Regions from separate parts of the Sus scrofa genome. Here regions 2 and 3 are each linked to region 1. The links are chromatin contacts, called in public Hi-C maps. All regions are on one chromosome and are shown on one strand. The core of a region is the stretch at or near the end of the contact, and the rest is flanking DNA. Distances in the headings are between cores, read along the strand shown.

Evidence for each region. A called contact is a pair of places that touch in the nucleus more often than the background predicts.
Region 2: a Hi-C map of heart right ventricle shows a contact between it and region 1, with 2.4 times the contacts expected there. The contact joins the promoter of FLNB here to the promoter of SLMAP in region 1. A contact is called at or near these places in 2 of 47 Hi-C or Micro-C datasets (embryonic fibroblasts and heart right ventricle).
Region 3: a contact with region 1 is called in a Hi-C map of liver, with 4 times the contacts expected there. The contact joins the promoter of ARF4 here to the promoter of SLMAP in region 1. A contact is called at or near these places in 2 of 5 promoter capture datasets (fetal liver and liver), 6 of 47 Hi-C or Micro-C datasets (heart right ventricle, liver and skeletal muscle) and 2 of 2 datasets of contacts at active chromatin or transcription factors (alveolar macrophages and skeletal muscle).

The regions. Positions count from the first base shown.
Region 1 is chr13:39,570,359-39,573,929 of Sscrofa11.1, forward strand. SLMAP (sarcolemmal membrane-associated protein) reads left to right here and starts at 1,572. Exons shown (of 21, transcript XM_021069059.1): 1 at 1,572-1,696; 2 at 1,899-3,204. The coding sequence starts at 3,007.
Region 2 is chr13:39,787,290-39,790,860 of Sscrofa11.1, forward strand. FLNB (filamin-B) reads left to right here and starts at 1,970. Exons shown (of 46, transcript XR_002337597.1): 1 at 1,970-2,900.
Region 3 is chr13:39,428,589-39,432,159 of Sscrofa11.1, forward strand. It overlaps ARF4 (ADP ribosylation factor 4), which reads right to left and starts at 1,589. Exons shown (of 6, transcript NM_001048072.2): 1 at 1,182-1,589. The coding sequence starts at 1,248.

The DNA of each region.
Region 1 (3,571 bases), core at 322-2,821:
AGTGTTAGTTAGAAAGTATACAAGGCCCTTATAACATATATTCTTCTCTTGGGACTCTCTTTGTGCCACTCCTACTGTATCCCGTAATAAAGAGTATGTAATTTTCAATCATGTATCAAATATTTGAGACACTGTAATGTGCCAGGCACGTTGTTCTACCATTTTAAAAGCCTTATTCTTGGAGTTCCCATCGTAGCGCAGTGGTTAACGAATCCGACTAGGAACCATGAGGTTGCGGCTTCGGTCCCTGCCCTTGCTCAGTGGGTTAAGGATCTGGCGTTGCCGTGAGCTGTGGTGTAGGTTGCAGACGCGGCTCGGATCCTGCGTTGCTGTGGCTCTGGCGTAGGCTGGTGGCTATGGCTCTGATTAGACCCCTAGCCTGGGAACCTCCATATGCCGCAGGAGCGGCCCAAGAAATAGCAAAAAAATAAAAATAAAAGCCTTGTTCTTTTTTTCACTAAACCTTCCTGGAAATTTACGAAACCATTCAGCAAATACCATGTTTATCGTGGTTTTCCTACCATCCTTCTTTGAGTTCAGTTACCTCCCATAGAAGACCCCTTTAGTGGCTAGTGCTTGTTTTCATCTTAGCCCTGATTGCATCAAAGTGAAGTTATCTCTATTTGAAACCCTCCTCTCCCTATCCTTATCTCACAATACCCAGGTATACTCTCAGAGGGCAAGGATTGAGATTTGGTTCATCTATGTGTCTTCAGGGCCCAGCACAGAACTTAGAACAGGGCCAAAACCCTGTATGTAAGAATTGAATAGTATTTACTCTTTCATGAGCAGATAGATTACTCCCTTGAATTCTCACAACAGGTGCGTTAACTATTATCTCCAAGTAATAGATGACAAAACGAAGCTCGTAGAGGTTTAGAAACTTCCCCAAGGTCACAGAGTGGTGGAGCCTGTTGTCAAAGGAATCTGAAGAATGACGCCATCATTGATTCCAAAGGACCTCTCTCTCTGGAAAAACATGATTTTAAACTTTCAGAAGTTGCACTAATTTCGGGGTAGAGTCAGCGCTAGGGGCCTGGGAAATAAGATAGGCCCAGTGAGAAGAATTGTCATTTGAAATGGAACGCAAGGACTAAGAAAGAGTTTTTCCTCCGGGTAGGATACATAGCGAAGACTTTAAAGAGGGCGGATGAATCTTGTTACAGATGCACAAATCCTGAGACTTGTAGGAATTTAGTTGTTCACACCTAAGGCGGCTGTTGGGGTGGAGGTCGGGGAGCTGTGCTGCCCACAACTAAGATGGATGCTAATAACAGCTCCTTTGGATGGGCTTGGTCTCCTTGGGCGTTGATATTTTCAATGAGGACTCTAGTGAATAAAATTTAGTAAATGCTAGCGCCTTCTTACCAAGATGGCAAAGTAGGAAGTTGGCACGTTATGTTTAGAAAACCTTCAACAGGTCAAATTTTTTCTTGCCCATAACCAAAATGGTGGCAAAGGTGTCCCACGGTTTTGAAGCGTCCAACCCTTAACTAAGATGGCGTGCGGAGGCTTGTTAAAAAGGCTTGCCCTCTTTTCTGCCCTTGACCATCATGGCTTCCGCGGCGTCTGTCACGTGATGCCCCGACTACGGCGCGGGAGAAGGGGTAGGAGGGCCCTTGAAGGGTGCGCGTTCCCGTGGCGGTGCACCGGGTAGGTTTCAGTCAGAGTCACTATGGCGGCCGGAGCTGGCAAGGTAAGCTGAGGCGGCGGCGGCGGTAAGAGAAGCTGGACCCGTCTTGGCGTCCGGGCTCCCAGTCCCCGCGGCCCCTCAGCGGAAAGGTCGGCCGAGTCGTGGCCAGTCGCGGGGGCTGGTTGGGGTGGGCTGAGGGGGTTGAGGGCTGAGGTGGGCGGGCACCGGCGCTGACGGCCGTTTGTTTTGATGTTTTCCCCACCAGGTCGGAAAGTTTCTGTCGTCGGGCAGAGCCTGAGCTTGTCCCACCGGCTGCGAGCGGTGGAGGCTGCGGCGGACCCAACCCGGGGCCTCCAGGCCTCTCCCCCAACCTCCGGGCCAGCCTCCCTCCCCCACCTCCTCGTCCGTCGGGAGCTTCAGCTGCGGTCCCTGAGATGCGACCCTCGCGGGAGAGACTCTGAAAGGAGGTGGCCGGTGTGCTGAGGAGCAGCCAGGAGCCCAGGAGTCCAGGGACCAACTTCCTGCGGGCCGAGACCCCGGATCCTCCCCGGGGTCGCGCCTCGCTCGGTCACCACCCGCCTGCTGAGCCGGATCCCCGCCCTGGTCGCGGGGACGCCCGCCAGGTGCCCGGAGTCCCGCCTTGGCCGCTGCCCTAGCTCCCGCCGGTCCCCGTTCCTCGTGCCAGGGACTCCAGCCACCGCCACCTCGTCTCGTGCGGGGCCGGGGACCCTGTGCCACCTCCCGGCCGGCCTTCGCGGGAGGGGCAATGCAGACTGTCCGGCTGGCCGTCTAGACCCCTGCGCTGGCCCCATCGCCTCTCGTCCCTCCAGTCCGGAGGCCCTCGAAGACGGGCGGTGGCTGCCCAGAGGTGCTCAGCTACACCTTTCTTCCGCCTGAAAGGACCTTTCTGGCCGCAACGAACCGACCCTTCCTTCATGCTGCAGTGCTGCAACATTTCCGCCACCGAGGGGGGAAAGCGGCCGCGATCCCAAACAAAACCCAAGAATTGGCGTGTGACTCATCTGCTTGGATACCTCCAGTCCCCAAACTGTCTTCCAGGAGTTTTCTTGGCCGAAGCTGTCCAATGTTTGAGCCTTTTCTTCCCAGGGAAGAAGATGGACTGAAAGCTACCAGTTGGGGACTTGGTGTGATCAGGGCACTGCTGGGTTTTAAAGGAGGTGATGGGGCTTGCGCTGACTCGTCTTCCCACCCAAGTGAAGAGTTGTTGATGTTCACTGGTTATGCTTGGACAATGTGCAGTTTGTTTTAATTTAAAATTTGGTGGGGGATAGGGGTAGAGGCTTGTGAAGGGTCCGGATCCGGTGGACCTCCTCTTTGTCCCTAGTAGGAGAGACACCCCCAGTCTGTCCTCGATGCCGTCAGCCTTGGCCATCTTCACTTGCCGCCCGAACTCACACCCTTTTCAAGAGCGTCATGTCTACCTGGACGAGCCCATTAAAATCGGCCGCTCGGTGGCCCGTTGTCGACCAGCACAGAATAATGCTACCTTTGATTGCAAAGTGCTGTCAAGGAACCATGCTCTCGTCTGGTTTGATCACAAGACGGGCAAGGTAATGTCACTACGTTGTCTAACAATCTTTGTTTTTCGTTTCTCTTTGCCCTTTCTGCATAAATGTATGCAGGATCCCAGGGCTTGCACCCAGAGGACACTTTCAGCAAGGCCATGGAGAACCAACTTTTTGTGTGACTGGTTCTAGTGGAAATTTGTTTGAGGTGGTTGAATGGAAAACAGAGAAGGTATTGTAATTTAACACCCTGAGAGGGCGATGACATCTTGATAATATGGTCATTCCCAGTGAAATCCCAAACCCTAATTTGTTTTAGAAAACTAGATAGTGAAACTTGGCTTCTCGCTTTTAGTCTTTTAAGAAAGGTGAATTTGCACTTCAGTACTTGATGAAGCAAGTAGCAGTTCCC
Region 2 (3,571 bases), core at 720-3,219, 220 kb after region 1:
GTGCCCTATATTAAATTCCAGATATAAATGATATCATATGGTATTTGTCTTTCTTTTTCTGACTTCACTTCGTATGAGAGTCTCTAGCTCCATCCATGTTGCTGCAAATGGCATTATTTTGTTCTTTTTATGGCTGAGTAGTATTCCATTGTGTATACATACCACATCTTCTTAATCCATTCATCTGTCAATTGACATTTAGGTTGCTTCCATGTCTTGGCTATTGTGAAGATTTGGTATTTATTGTCTTTGTCAGGCAAACCTGTAGAATGCAGTTAAAATGCTCCCTGCAAAAATGCATGCCTTGAGGTGTTTGGCCCTCATCTTTTATCAAATATTGATAAAGGGCCACTTAAAGACCTTGTCACTAAGGCTACCCTCCTCCATCATGCTCCATCATGGTTGCTGAGTCCTGGTCACTCCGCATAAACTGCTTTCTAGTGAACTCTTAAGTGTCTTCTAATTGGATGGAGAGTTTCACCAGACACATCCTAAGACAAGGATGTCTCACTCAGAGTGAAGTGGACTGGATATTAATTTACATGCAGAACTTAAATTTAGTTATTCGTGTCAAGGTCTGGTGAAAACAGAAATATCTCATAAGAAAGGAGAACTTTAGGAGTTCCCATCATGGCTCAGCAGTTAACAAATCCCACTAGCATCCATGAGGATTTGGGTTTGATCCCTGGCCTTGCTCAGTGGGTTAAGGATCCGGCATTACTGTAAGTTGTGGTGTAGGTCGCAGACGTGGCTCGGAGCGGAGGTGCTGTGGCTCTGGCATAGGCTGGCGGCTACAGCTCCAATTAGACCCCTAGCCTGGGAACCTCCATATGCTGCGGGTGTGCCCCCCCCCCCAAAAAAAGAACTTTGGTGCATTATCAGCTGCTGAGTGAGCTGAAGTGATCGCATTAGTCCCAGTCTCACCTAATAGCAGAGAGGATGTCCCTTTGGGAATGAGGCCCTGGCTGATACATTTTGATGAGTGCCTTTGGGTGGAAGAAAGCATGAGGAACAAGAACCCTTGGGCACGGGGTAGGTAACATTACCAACACTGCCTACTGGTGAATCTGCTACTCACAAAGGCAAGGCCCAAGCTGGGAAGAGCATGGGGGCTTTTAGGTGTAGTACATACTTTGGAGTTAGACCTAGGTTCAAGTTCAGCTTTATCCAGTCCTTACCAACTGACCTCCAGCAAATCTCTTCACTTAATCACTCAAGAGGGGAATGAGCCTTCAAAAAATTATTGATCTCAACAATGGGCTAGGGTCAGGGCCAGGTAATAATACCTTCTCTCCCTCAAGGCTGTTTTGAGCATTTCCAGTGAGTGAGGCAATCTGTCAGAAGAAAGCACTTTACCTTGTTTACAAATGACCTGTTATAGAGCATCCCAACCACAGATCTGCTGGCTTCTTCCACAGCTGGAAGCCCTTGACATTCATTCTGCCCAATGCCTCTTCCCAGATGGATCCTTAAGATAATTAGAGGAAGATGTGACTATGGAGAATGGGAGAGATAACAGTGTAGAAAAACTCAGCCTGATGTGGCTGGTTTTGAAGATGGAGGAAGAGGACATAGCCAAGAAATTCAGGAAGCTTCCAGAAGTTGGAAAGGGCAAGGGAATGGATTCTTCCCTTGAGCCTCCAGAAAGAAATGCATCCTGCCAATACCTGGATTTTAGCTCAGTGAGACAAGTGAGGGACTCTAAACTAAAAAAAAGCAAGATAACAATGTGTGTTTTTGTTTTTTAAAAACAGAGCTTTGGTAATTTGTTACAGGAGCATTAGGAAACTAATACACACAGTAAATTATCATTCATTTGTATCACTGCCATTAAGCTTTTTGTGATGGTTTTATATTTTTCTCATATATTAGTCTATGAAGTCTAGGTTAAGTTATAAGTTTGTCTTATCATTGGTTGGCAAGCTCTAGGAAGGTTAGCACGCAGTAGGCACTCAATAAATACTGTGACTGACAATTCATACGAGTTTAATTAATATGAAAAGTAAAATGTCCATTACTTTCACGATGTCCTCCAGGACCTAACATAGTGCCTGGCACAGCAGGAACTCAATAAAAATCCTTATGGAATCTTATTGAACCTAGATGGAAAAAGTACCTTCTGCACCAACTCCATTCCCTGTGATCTACGCCGTCGTCCCTGTCCATTCCGTCCAGCCCAGATCCCTACTTCTGCAAGTGCCCTCACTATGGGACCTGGTGACCTTCCTCTTGAGTAGCCGGACATCTCCTGCCTAGCTTTCTTCTGCAGAGGCAATGAACACCGAGCGCCGGTCCCGGACGCCTTGCAGCTCGCAGGGCGCAGTGCTCATTTGGAGCTGCAGGGGGCAAGCGTGACCCGGGAACTCCCGCCAGAGGGTCGGGACGGGGCGGAGCTTCAGGGGCGGGTCGTCTCAGTGCGCAGGCGCGGGGCCAGGCGCCTCGCGCGGCCAGGGGCAGGCGGGCGCAGAGCAGTCCCGGCCGCGGCTTTGGTAGCAGCGAGTTCGAGCCCCGCTCCCGCTCCGCTTTGGTTTTCGCTCCCCCGGCCCTTGGGCCTCCCGACGCCAGTCCCCGGCAGCTCACTGCTCATAGCGCTCTCCCCGCCGCCAAGATGCCGGTAACCGAGAAGGATCTGGCGGAGGACGCGCCTTGGAAGAAGATCCAGCAGAACACGTTCACGCGTTGGTGCAACGAGCACCTCAAGTGCGTGAACAAACGCATCGGAAACCTGCAGACCGACTTGAGCGACGGGCTTCGGCTCATCGCGCTGCTGGAGGTGCTTAGCCAGAAGCACATGTACCGCAAGTACCACCAGCGGCCCACCTTCCGCCAGATGCAGCTTGAGAACGTGTCCGTGGCGCTCGAGTTCCTGGACCGTGAGAACATCAAGCTCGTGTCCATCGGTGAGTGCCCTGGCCGAGCCGTGCGCCGGCGTGTACTTCTCGCGCCCCCGCGCGTGCGCCCCTGAGGAGACTGAGGCTCCCTGTCGCGCGCCTCCGCCGCGTCCAGCAGCCACCGGCTGGATGTGGGCACAGAGGCCGGGGTGGGTGGGGGTGAGGACAAAGGGGACCTAGGCACCCTCCTGCATGCCGTTCCCTGGGGTGCTGTCTTACAGTGATAGTTCCTTGCCTTGCGCCGGGGCCGTGCGCCTTTGGCGGGCGATGGGTTGAGGGTTCATGTTGGGGCCGCTTGGGGGGAGTGCGGGCTGTGGCACTTGGGGTGCCCCTGCGGAAGCTGGGGGACTGGAAACCTCTGGTCGGCAGTCCCCGGGGGTGGGGCCCTAGTCAGACGCTCCCTGGAGCGCTCGCCCAGCTGCGCCCAGGCCGATGCGCTGGGCGGTCGCCTGATGGGCGTTGGCTCGGAGGCCAGGTGCGGAGGCCTTGGGGAGGGAGTGTGCTCCGAAACTGGGGCCCTGCCGCCTAGGTGGAGACGGGGGCCTGGGACCCTCCCTCGCCGTCTCCGGAAGGGGAGCCCGGGGGTGTGGCATTCGCGCTCGCTCTGGCCCCGCGCTGCGAGCTGAGCCAGCTCTCGCCTCTGAAGATACTATTGAGAGTCGGCGGCGGTAGCGGCCGCT
Region 3 (3,571 bases), core at 339-2,838, 140 kb before region 1:
AAAAAGAACCAAATGTGCATACCCTCAATCTTCAAATACCTTGAAATATTACGGAATTTTGCTTTGGAAAACTTTCAAGTAAAACCTCCCAACTTCTCTAGAAAACAATCTAATAAACCAACAGATTTCAATGTTACAAGTTAGAGGGGCGCCTTATAGCATTATTCAGGTGCAAAAAGCTTAGCGGTGATGTAGAGACTACTCATAGTACTATGGGGAAGACGTTGCTTACATCACTCGACTAACAAGTCCCTTCTCCCTCAGCAGAGCAAAAATCGGACCCTAAAAAGCAATTTTTAAAAAGCCCGTTTTCCCTAAGAATTTTTTAAAACACCTTCGTAATTACTCTTTAACAAGGCGACCCTAAAATTAAGCGTCATTATGTTCACTTACTGAAAATGTGTTAGCACTTTAAAAGAATTTAGTTTCTAATTTATTTTCCATTAAATCTTCACCAGCTGGACAAAAATTACGTGGTCTGAAAATCAAAGAGAGTAAACCAAAGAGCGTGGCTAAAAGAAACATTCATGATAAACTCAATTTTCAGGAACATTAATAGGAAAAAAACAAAAAACAAAAACAAAAACAAAAAAACGTGAAGCAGAATCCAGAGCGAAGCAAAGTTTAGCGAAGAGAGCGCAGAGGACTCCGGACTCTACTAAAACCTTGGGTGTTCGCTCGCCTGCCACTGTACTGGGGCTGGTCACTTCCTGCACCGGCCGGCTCCGGGCGACCGCTCGCTCACATACCAAAGGAGGGTGAAAAGTGTGTACACGGGGCAGAAAGAGGGAGGAGGAAGGCTAAACTGCTGCCCACACCCGGGGAAGAGCAGAATCAGATCGCATTCTCAGAATGGGCCGCGCCAATATCTTCCGGGCTCTGCGAGATTCGACAGTTCGCTAACCTCACATCTCCGCCCAATTCCGTCGGGCTTTCAGTAGGATCGAGAGAAAACTAAACCCAGGAGGAAACCTTGCCCGCGGCCCCTTTCCAGCCTCCCCGACAGATGGGGCGACCGCCCATCCTTCGCCCCATTGTTCCCCCTTAAGAATTCTTCCCGACCCCCACCCCTCCCCCACTACAGCAGACGGGGAGAAAAAAACAGGCCCCAAGGCCGCCCAGAGCGTAGAGACCCGGCCGCCCCACCGAGGCCTGGCCTCATCCCTCAGGCCCTAACTCACCCATCAAAATGCGCATCTGCTTCTTGCCGAAGAGGCGGGAGAAGAGGGAGGAGATGGTGAGGCCCATGGCGGTAATGGCACTTGCAATGGGCAGGAGCAGAAGGGGCTTGGGGCGTCCCCGGGCCTTCTCCTTTCACGCTCCTGGCAAAGTCAGAGGGCGAAGAGGAGCTAAGGCAGAAAGAGCGCGGCAGGGACAGCTCGCTAGCCGGCGTGTCGGACGAAGCCCCGGGACAGAAATTAGCGGGGCAAGGACCTGCTCGACGACTGGCGGGGCAGCTCCGGCTCTGGCGTTAAATCTTCGCCTGTGCCACGTCACGCGGCAGCCGCGGCGACTTCGGCAGCGGCCCGGCCCCTCCAACGCGGACAGAATCGCGTCACCGCCGCCCCATCCCCCTGCGCTTCCGGTGCTACCCGAACCACTGCGCCTGCGCACGAAAGGGATTGGCCGTCTTCGCTGACGTGCGCCTCTGGCCAGCGTCAGCCCCCGGACGTGGCTCCTGGATCTAGGCGAGGCCTGTGAGCCACTGTGTACTGGGCGACAAATACAATCCCACAATGCCTCGCTTCGTCACTTCCAATCAGACTCGAGGAGAGACGTTTCTGTTTAGAGAAATGCATCCTGGAAGTTGTATTCCTTGATTCCGGAAAGGCGAGCTGTGCATTGTGGGTTAGGTAGTAAGCCTCCGTTCTTTTCGCCCTTTGGGCGTCTTTTTCTACGCAACGCGCTAAAGATTTCCTGGTGCCACGGAGGTACATATTTCACCCACGGGACCAGACACTTGCCCTAATGGAGGAGTGAAGACAGGCCCAGTTTTCCCAGAAGATAAGTTGTTAAAAGCCTGCCGCCAGGTCCCACTGACGCTACCTAATCCTAATCCTATGTCTAGAGGAGAGCTCCGAGACTTTTTTGTAGACTATTGCAGCTTTTAAAGAGGAGCCAATTTGAAGGGCTTGCTTTTTTTTTTTTTAATCTTTCCTAGAACAAGCATGGAAGATTTATCCCTTATGTTGAGGAAGTGGAAAGACTCCTCAGTTCAAAAATATTTATGATCTTAGAAGTTCCCATTGTGGCTCAGCTGTAACGAGCTCAGGTAGTATCCATGAGGATGTAGGTTGGATCCCTGGCCTTGCTCAGTGGTCTGGCGTTGCCATGAGCTGCAGCGTTCGTTGCTGTGGCTGTGGCTGAGGCTCGCGGCTGCAGCTCCCATTTCCACCCCTAGCCTGGGAAGTTGCATATGCTGTGCGTGCAGCCCTCCAAATAAAAAAAAAGAAAAAAAAAAAAGATCTTAATGTTTTCCAAAGTAAGGTATACAATTTGCAAAAAAAGATGTATAAAAGAGCAACCTCCCCACCTCCTATGGGTTTCTTCTATACTGTTGGTGCCGTTTAGTATTAAGTCATGCTCCCTATCTTTTTTTTTATCATTATTATTATTATTTTGTAATTTTTTGGCTGGCCTAAGCAGGCATATGGAGTTACCAGGCCAGGGATCAGATCCCATTGTGCCACAGTGGGACCTCCTCACCAACCATTTAGATCTGGTTAGAGTTTAACTGCGTTGGAAAATACATTCTTGAGCTTCCAACTAGATAAATTACTCAGGCTTTAAAAAATCATAACCACTCTTCATAGTTAGGATTTCGCATTCAATATTACTGTTGACAACCCTCTTCCCTTTACCCCCTTGTGTGAAAACGGTAAACGGGCCAAACTCTAGTTTGTTTTTCTGTGTTGTTTGCAATGGACTTGGCACACCATGACTCTCAAATATGGTTGAATGATGGTGGGATAGATAAACAAACTGTAGTATCTCCATACTGTGCAGTATTCTCAGGAGTTTAGGATGATGTAGAACTGTAAATCTAATGAAAAGATCGCTAAGATACATTTACTGAAAAAGGCCAAATAATGACTAAGTACTGTAAGGAAAGGTAAAAATGTAGATTTTCCGTGTGTGTGTGTGTGTGTGTGTGTGTGTGTGTGTGTAAATGCAGAACAAGAGCTTTGAAGGAGAGTCTGTAATAATGATAGTGGTGTAACTGTCTAGCCTATGTGGAGGGAGGAGGGCACCTTCCCAGAGAGTGAGGGAACCTAGTTTGGAAGTGGTAGTCAAAAGACAGCTTTATTTTGGAGTTCCTGCTGTGGTGCAGTGGGTTAAGAATCTGACTGTAGCAGCTCAGGTCACTGCATAGTTCCACAGCTATGGCTCAGATTTAATCCTTGTCCCAAAAAATTCCATATGCCTCCTGTGCAGCTATTAAAAAAGAGGGAAAAAAAGGCTTTATCTATTTATCTAACTTTTAAAAATCTGTTTTATTGAGATATAATTGATATGCAATAAAATTCATGAATTTTAAGTGTACAGTTTTATGAATTTAACAAATGTACAG